2 separate regions of the Sus scrofa genome follow, and region 1 is linked to region 2. A link is a contact called in public HiChIP or PLAC-seq data. All regions are on one chromosome and are shown on one strand. Each heading gives the region's core, a stretch centred on a gene start, on an enhancer-like site or on the middle of the called end of the contact. The rest is flanking DNA. Distances are from core to core; before and after follow the strand shown. Region 1 holds the start of TTLL11 (tubulin polyglutamylase TTLL11). Region 2 holds the start of LOC110256218.

Region 1 (4,079 bases), core at 1,187-3,686, 38 kb before region 2:
CAGCATGTCCACACCAGCTTCCTCACCAACTTATTATGTCATACTTTTTATGAGCATCCTGGCCAGTGTCCTCACTTGGCACGGGGCAAATGGAAGCCCAGAGGGCGCAGGGCCAGGCCAAGTCCTCTCCGTGGGTTAGGACCTACCAGTAGGTGACAGCAGGAAACTGTAGCAGAGTGGAAAGAACATGGGCTTAGCACTGAACATGCTGAACTTTGGACTTCAGCCTGTCGCCTACTCACTGTGTGACTTTGGATAAGAGCCTCTCTTTGTCTCAGCCTCAGTTCCCTCACCTCTAAAATAGGCATTGTAATAATTATCAACATTTCTGGACCACTATGTGTAGGGACTCTATGTGTTTTGACTCACTTTTTACACCAGTACTCTGAGATAGGTACTATTATCATCACCCCACTTTTCAGATGAAGACAATAGAGGACAGAGGAACTCTAAGACTTGCCTGAGGTCACAAAGAAGGACACAAATTCCCGGCATTTATGTAGGGGAAAGCCATACTTTCCTCCCTAGGAAAGCTTCAGATGATTAAAATGCTAGGATACACAACAGGGTTTGCCATACAGGTGTGCTCAATGAACAATGGCTATTATGTTCATTCAAAAAGAAACAGTTAACCCAGAACTGCATATGAAGCCTTTTGCTCTCTTATTAGGATTGACCCCCTCCCCCTTGCAGGGACTCCAGTGCTCCCAGGGGGCCCCATCACACCCTGTCTAAGAGGAAGAGGTTTTTGGATCTGAGACTTAAAAATAAACAGCTCACTGAGAAGACAGGGGGCCAATGGCAGCTTGCACTAGGCAGAGCAAGCAACACTGGCAGAAGCCTAGAGGGGCAAAAGTGTGTGTGTTTGCCAGTAGAGCTGGGCAGCAGCTGTTCAGTTTTACTCAGATGTTTGTTGCTAAGGGACCTCCCATGCCCCTCATCCTGCTTCAGTCTCTTCAAACACCGGGCCTCGGGCGCCACCTGGTGGCAGCCTCTGATACTAACAGGGCAGAAACCAACAACAGGAATAAAAGCTGCCCACACCTCGGTCCCCTGAACTATCCCTTCCTGTCTCTTTCCCCGGAAATGGACTTGCTATAAGAGTTATAGAACAGCAATCAAGACACATTTTTATTAGAAAATTGTGTTTTCCAGTTATGAAAACAATGCACAGTCATCGTAGAAAACTGGGAAAACATAGAAAAGAATAAGGAGGAAAGTTGCCACCCTCAACTCCATCACCCAGAGCATCCACTATTAATAGTCTGGTATATTTGAATCCAGTGTTTTTTCTCTGCATGTAATTTTCTTGTAATCCACATAAGCTGAGGCTTAGTGCATATATCTTTTTAGTTATACATACATATACATGGATATGGACCATGTTTAAATACACGTGGCTTATTTTTGTGAACAAAGGCATGGTGTAGGGGTTAGTGTGGGTGTTGGGAGAGGGGTGCTAGTGTCAGACCACCCTGAGTTTGAATGCTGTCTTTGGGTAAGTGATTTCTTTTCTCTGAGTAGCAATTTCCTTCCCCATCTGTAAAATGTGGGAAAAAGAGGACTTACCCCACAGCTGTGGTAAACATTAAATGACACAACATATGCAAAATTAGTACAGCCCCTGGGACAGTGAGAATTCTCACTGATATCAGATTACCACGGAAATCTTAGTCTGACTTTCTGATTCTTAGCAGAAACCTCCAGAAATGAGATGGGTTACTGGGTCCAAGGGTAGGAAGAGCCTCCAGGTTGAAAGAGTTTGCCAAAACTGAGAGAAAAATTTCAACCAAGAGCGCATGTCTCCAGCACCACTGCTGTTCTCATTTGTCTCTCTGTTCTTCCAGGACCTGTTCATGCAAAACAGTCTTTAAGTATCACGATTATTACCAGTTCACGTAATGTTGCATCACCAGGATAATGTTTATCCTAAGTGGCTAAAGCTGTTATTGACATTTGCTATAATTCGCTTAAGTATTTAAGTATTTAATATCTGAGCAGTTTATTTTTCATTCATTCATTTGTTCATTCATTCATTCATTCATTCAAGAAATTGTTATTGAATGCCTACTGCCTGACAGGCACTGACTGGGCATTGGAATTTGCTGGTCAACTGGAACAGGACACTCCTTACTCACTGCATTTGGTCTTTAGCCAGTGAGACAGACCATTACAAGTAAGCAAACAAGTAAAACTCTGATTGAATAAGCTAGACACAAAGGGACAAATATTGTTTGATTCCACCTCTATCAGCTATTTAATAAAGCACACAGAGACAGTAAGATGGTGGTTCAGGGGCTGGGGGAAGGGGCATGGGGAGATATGGGTTAATGGGTACAGGGTTTCAGTTTGAGAAGGTGAAAAATTTCCACAGATGAATGATGATGATGATTGCACAACAATGTTATTATGTATTAATGCCACTGAACTCCATACCTAAAAGTGGGGAAAGTGAGACATTTTATGTTATGTTTGTTTTACCATAATTTAAAAACATGACATAATAGTTAAAGGAATGATTAATGTCTTCGACTCAACCACGAATCTTCAAAACTTCCCCATTCCATTGGGAGCTCCCTGAGAACCGGGATAAGTGTCTCCCCTCTCAGTCTGGGGCCTCTCCTAGGTCCAGAAAGGGATTTCTTCAAATCAGGAGCTGCACCTTGAGGGCCTGGCCTCGTCAAGTCCATCATCAGACTGAGGTGCTCCTTGACGGGGTCGTGCCTCCCTCCATCACACCAGGAGTTATCCCCGTGAGAGTGTATGGGGTGGGGAAAGGGAGCTTCTTGTTTGAAACTGATGTCTCTCAGTCCCAGCCCGGGCCTCACATGCGCCCAACGCCTTTCTACCCCCAGGTTCACCGCAGCTTCTCACCTCCAAGCTCTGCGCGCTGCTCAGGGTGGGCGGGCTGAGGACGCTTCCGCCCTCTTCCAATATGGCCGCCCCCGCCTCTGTGACAGGCCCGGTCACGTGGACAGCCTCGCCTATGAGGTCGCCGGGGCCTGGACGGCGATTGTCCCTTCCCGGGCCCCATCCCGAGTCGGCGACTGCCCTTGTCAACCGGAGCCTGAGCGATCATGGCAACGGGCTCGGGCGGGGAGCGCGTGGCGGCGGCTGCGGCGGCAGCGGCAGTTTGGTCGCGGGCCGGCGCGGCGGAGCGGCGGAGGCGCAGGCGGCGGCACTGGCGTTGGCACCGGCCGTGAGAGCCATGCTGCCGGGCAGCCCCGAGAGGGAGCTGACGGCCTGGTGGGAGGCGGAGGCCGTGGATGCGGCCAAGGCTCAGGCTGCGAAGGACCAGGTCCGTGTGGACCCGGGTGCGGCCGGGGAGCCGGAGCGCAAGGGGGGGAGGAGCAGCCCAAGGAGCCGGCTCCGGGGCCGCCCAGCGCGGCCGAAGAGGGCGATGCCCGCGTACCCCCGCGGCCCCCGCGAACGGTGCCGGTGTCCAGGCCGAAGCCAGCGCCGGCGCCGGCTCAGGGCCTCTGCCCGCACGGGAAGTCCAGGAGCAAGGGCCGCAGCTGCAAGCGGAGCTCTAACCGGTCCAATGAGTATTGCTCTCTGCGGCCCGTCACCGTGGACAGCTCCAAGGCCAGGACCTCCCTGGACGCCCTGAAGATCAGCATCCGCCAGCTCAAGTGGAAGGAGGTGAGGCCCGGCCCGCCGCGTGGGCACAGGGGGGTGGACTGGACTGGCACAGAGGGTCCGGCCGGCCCAGGCCAAGTCTGAGAGCCAAGCTTCAGCTGTGCGCTACACTTGTCAGCCGCAAACTTCTCATCCTTCAAAGCCTAGCCCCCAAGTCACTTAACTCAAGTTGGCTTCAGACCCCTCCGGGTTAAGTTAGCCATCCCTTCCTCTGGCTTCGCTGCAGCTCCATGGTCTCCAGCCATCAGCACTTGGCTCCCTGCATTGTAGATGTTTCTTTATATGTGTGTCTCCTCTACCAGTTTGCGAGTCCCCGGGGCCCTGGACCCTCTTTCACTTCCTATTAAGTTGTAGTTACTTAGCATTTACTATGTGACTCTTGGGGCAGTTGAACAGTTTGTACTTTGGAGGTAGACAGGTCTAGGGTCACCACGCTGCCA
Region 2 (4,509 bases), core at 1,677-4,176:
TGCAGACACTTCTGGTTTCCCTTGTTCAAAAGAAATTTGTGCTCCCATCTTGGTCAGTAAGTCTCTACCTAAGAGGGGTGCTGGGCACTCAGGTATGACCAGAAACGAGTGGGTTACCCGTCCCACTCCCAAGTCAACTGTTCTTCGGGTAGTCCATGGATATTGTTGTTGCCCTGTGGCACCCATCACCCAGGATTTTTTATCTTTTAGTTTTCCTAATGGCTGTAGTAGCACTGAATGTTTCGCTCCGGTATCAACCAGAAACTCAACTGGTTGCCCCTCCACCTTTAAAGTTACCCTGGGCTCGGGGAGGGGGTCCGAACCCCGTCTTCCCTAGTCTTTATCTTCTTCCAGAGCTAAGACCTTCAGTCCTTTGTTTCCCTTCTTGGGGCAGTCCCTTGCCCAGTGTCCTTTTTCTTTACAATATGCACATTGGTCCTTGTCGAGTGGGGTCCTATTGCCCAGGTTCCCTGACTGTCTAGGGCCTGACCTAATTTTCCTAAAATCTCTCTCTCTTTCCCTATTGCTTTTCCCTTCAACCACTGCAGCCAAGATCTTAGTCAAATTCTTCTCTTGCCGTTTATTACGTCTTTCCTCCCTTTCCTCTCTTTCTCTCTCTTTTCTTTGTTCCCTTTCTTCTTCTGTCTCCCTTTTGTAATACACTTTCTCTGCCTCCTTCACTAGATCATGTAACTCAGCCTCCTGTAACCCTTCCAGTCTCTGAAGCTTCTTTCTGATATCCAGGGCTGACTGTCCTATGAAGGCCAGAGCCACTGAGGCTTTCTGAGCCTCCGAGGTAGGATCAAAAGGGGTGAACCGCCTGAAGGCTTCCATGAGCCTCTCAAGAAAAACTGAGGGAGGTTCATTCGGTCCCTGCATCACCTCTCTTACCTTAGCCAAGTTAGTGGGCCGTCTTGAGGCGCCCCGGAGACCCGCCACCAGAGCCTGGCGATAGATTTTCAAGCTCTCCCTACCTTCAGCCGTGTTGTAGTCCCAACCGGGGCGAGTCAAGGGAAATCCCATGTCAATCTCATTTTGCAACTGCGTGGGTCGCCCGTCGGCCCCAGGAACATTTTTTCTAGCCTCTAACAGAATTCTCTCTCGCTCCTCGGTTGTGAAGAGTGTCTGCAGCAGCTGTTGACAATCATCCCAAGTAGGCTGGTGAGAGAACATAAGGGACTCCACCAACCCCGTGAGGCGTTGGGGATCCTCCGAGAAAGGGGGATGGTTAGTTTTCCAATTATAGAGATCTGCAGAAGAAAAGGGCCAATACTGGAGGGGCTGCAATTGGCCCCCCGGTATGGGAGGGCCGTACGTGCGCAGCGGTAATGTCGCGATCTCGTCTGTCCGCTCCGGGGTGGCGCCCCTCCGGCTCCGAGTCCCTGCAGCAGGTCCCTCCACCGCCGGAGCTCCAGGAGGGGCAGAGGGTCCCCTCGCAGCACCCTGTGCCGGATAAGGGGGTGGGGGAACAGATTGGGGTTCCGGCCAAGCCGGCGGCTCCTCAATCTCGGGGTAGATATGAGGAGAGGGCTTGACTTTTTCAGCCGAGTGTTTGTTTTTCTCTCCAAGAGCCAGAATTCGGGGACCTGGCTTTCTTGGCTTATTCAGCCAAGGTTTAACCCATGGCGGAGGATCCTCTGCCAAATCTTGCCACGTAAGGATATAGGGCTCCTGATCGGGATGAGAGCCGGGTCCAGTCTGAAAAATAATTGCTTTAACAGCCAGGATAATCTCAGAATTAAAGGTCCCCTCTGATGGCCATCCAACATCGAATGTCGGCCATTCAGAGACACAGAAAGTCTGCCAAGGTCCCTTCTTAACCTGAACTGACAAATTATGAGCCCTGGATTTAACTTCAGTCCAATGGTCGAGAGTCAAACTAAGAGGGGTCGTCACCGTCTGTCCCATATTAAAACTGTAGACAAGGACGCACAAGACAAAGACACACAAAACAGAAACCAACAGATCCAGACACACGCGACCCGTCCGCGTCTTCCACAAGCAGGCAAAAGAGTCGGACGGCCGCGGAGGGGGAAGCTTTCGCTTCAACAACAGAACTCGGTCCTCTGACCGACAGAAGGAGACCACCAGGCGTCCCTGGCTCTCCCCACCTCCCGGGGCGTCCCCCAGGGTGGCAGCCTGTGATCCTCCTAGCACGTCTGCTGATCACAGTCCCCCAGTCCTTACGGTCTGAGAGGACAGCTGCAAACCGAAAGCGCGCATCACCGAAAACAGACACTCAGAACAGAGACGCCAGCCGACACACACACTCACACGTTCCAAAGGGGATCCCTTTACCTCCAAGTCGGTTCTCGGGTGTGAGGGGTAGTCGCGGGTTTCCCGGCCAACGCACCAAACTGAAAGGCCAGTCGAGTTAAAATCCCTCTCGTCCTGACTCGGAAGAGGCGACACCCCAAATCACTCACGAGAAGCGGTCTTGATGCAAACAGCAAGAGGATTTTTATTCCGAGCGCGCTGGGGCCCACAGTCGTACGCCACGCAGGGGTAGAGGACTGCGGCCCCGAGTGTGGAGTCGGGACAGCTTTTATGGGGTTCACAACAAAGCCCGCGCTTTTACAAACTAATCATTTTTAAAATATCGCAAACCAGTCAATTCAAAACTTCGAGAGCCCGCGCTTTGTGGACCAATTAATTTTAAGTTGTTCTGGAGTTACATGTTTGTGCCTGTCTCTGGGTGGGGGAGACATATTGTCACCAAGATATATTTATCAGGATTTTCAACATTTTGTGGCACGCCCGATCTTACTGGGGTCCGTTAGGCAATTGACTTCTCCTCTTTTTATCTTATGCAAGCAGGTTTACAGAAGCCAAACAAGCAGTTAGGAGCAGTTTCAAGAAGTTTCAAGCATAGAGGCACATACTCAGGGGCCTGTTTTTCCCCTTCCACAAAGTTTTGTACAGAGCAGAAAGCAAGCCCTAAAACAGCAAAAAGTATGATCTTTTACCTATAGGGAACAGGGTCTGGAATTCGAGGGCATTTAGAGCTTCTTATTAACTTCCTGGGTTCTGGGAGAGTCAGGTTGCATTTTCATCCTTTCAGTAGGACCTGGGGAATCTTTATTTTTTTTTTTTAACAAGCCCCCTTGGGCCAATTCTGCGCAGCCGAGCTGGGGAAACACTGAGTAGCGTGGCTGGGAATTAGGTCCTCCTGGTGGGCTGTTCTCTTTCGATTTGGAGCACAGCCGGTCATTGGATTACAGTGGAAGGAACATGAGTTCTGGAGTCAGAAAGCACGGGACTCAAAACCCCAGTCTGCCCAATGATAAATTGTGCCATCTCGGGCCCATGACTGAACGTTTGCATCATGAGGTGTCTGCTGCCGTCTTCTCTGCCTAGAAACAGGAAATTGTTTCCCTTTCTCTCCCACCTCTTCTTGGCTCCTTTGTCCTCTTATGCTTCATCTCTCCAGTGCTTTCCCTGACGCCCCCACACTGGCTCACTCATAATTATTTTTGTAATCATTTTTAAGTGTCTGGCGTTCCCCACTAGACGCTGAGGTGCATGGCAGCAGGAGCCATAACTCTGTTTAGTCCTTGTGAATATTATGTTTAGTATTTATCATTTTAGCATCGTGACTCATGTTTGTTATGGCATGCCCAGCCCCTAGCGAAGCGTGGTGTGAGTGATCTCTAAGCTCCACTTCCCTCACCTGTAAAAATGGGCGAATACAGTCTCCCCTGGGGTATTGGGAGTGAGCATGAGAGCAGTTGGTAAACAGTAGGCATCTACTAAATGTTAGTTTTTGCCCTCCTTTGGAGCACCCACTCAGGAGTACTGGACGGAATAGAATGATTATAACCGAGGCATTAAAGCTGCTGGACACCTGATTCTAAACAGTTTTTAGTATTCTCATTCTTGAGGTTTTAGAATTTAGTCTTCTTTCCTCTCCAAGTCCAAAGACTCTTACACCAGACTTTAAACTTTGTTCTGGTGACCCGGTGAGGTCTCTAATAGTTTTACCTGATTTCCTGTGGGTAGCGTATCTTGAAGCTTTCTTTATTCAGTTCAGTGCCGAGAATGAAAATGGTATAATTGTAGATTGAATTGAATTGAATATTTTAAAAAGATCATGGGTATTAGAATGGGTTTCAAAGGTAGTTTTGTGGAATCTCTTTTCCTGGGATTCTTTAGAAGAAAGTAAGAACAATGACTTGTGAAGATTTCTTCTAATCCTTTGCCTGTGAAACCCAGGCTGACATTATTAGGTGAACCAAAGCCAGGATTTTATTCCCTTCCTTACCAGCTAGGAATAGTTTTCAGATGTATGACTACCTTTCAGGTTTAAAGTACACTGAGAAGGGCTTGCTATTAATAGGCCCTTCCTCCCACACCGTGGCAGATGGAAGCTGCCCCAGTGCTAGGATGACCAACTGTCCCAGTTTGCCTGGGACTGAGAGGGCTCCAGGGGTGCTGGACTTTCAGTTTTAAAATCAGCACAGTCCTGGGAAAACTGGGATGAATTCATTGGTTGGCTGCCTGCGTCCTGTG

What was found. HiChIP or PLAC-seq counts read pairs in DNA pulled down with a chosen protein or histone mark.
Region 1: an H3K27ac HiChIP or PLAC-seq map of skeletal muscle shows a contact between it and region 2. The contact joins the promoter of TTLL11 here to the promoter of LOC110256218 in region 2. A contact is called at or near these places in 1 of 47 Hi-C or Micro-C datasets (skeletal muscle) and 1 of 2 datasets of contacts at active chromatin or transcription factors (skeletal muscle).

The regions. Positions count from the first base shown.
Region 1 is chr1:262,203,108-262,207,186 of Sscrofa11.1, reverse strand. TTLL11 (tubulin polyglutamylase TTLL11) reads left to right here and starts at 2,436. Exons shown (of 11, transcript XM_021068337.1): 1 at 2,436-3,338; 2 at 3,341-3,642. The coding sequence starts at 2,936. LOC110256220 (a long non-coding RNA gene) reads right to left here and starts at 2,947. Exons shown (of 2, transcript XR_002337477.1): 1 at 2,875-2,947; 2 at 1,105-2,436.
Region 2 is chr1:262,164,898-262,169,406 of Sscrofa11.1, reverse strand. It overlaps LOC110256218, which reads right to left and starts at 2,926. Exons shown (of 2, transcript XM_021068344.1): 1 at 892-2,926. The coding sequence starts at 1,908. All of the region lies in intron 2 of TTLL11 (tubulin polyglutamylase TTLL11), which reads left to right.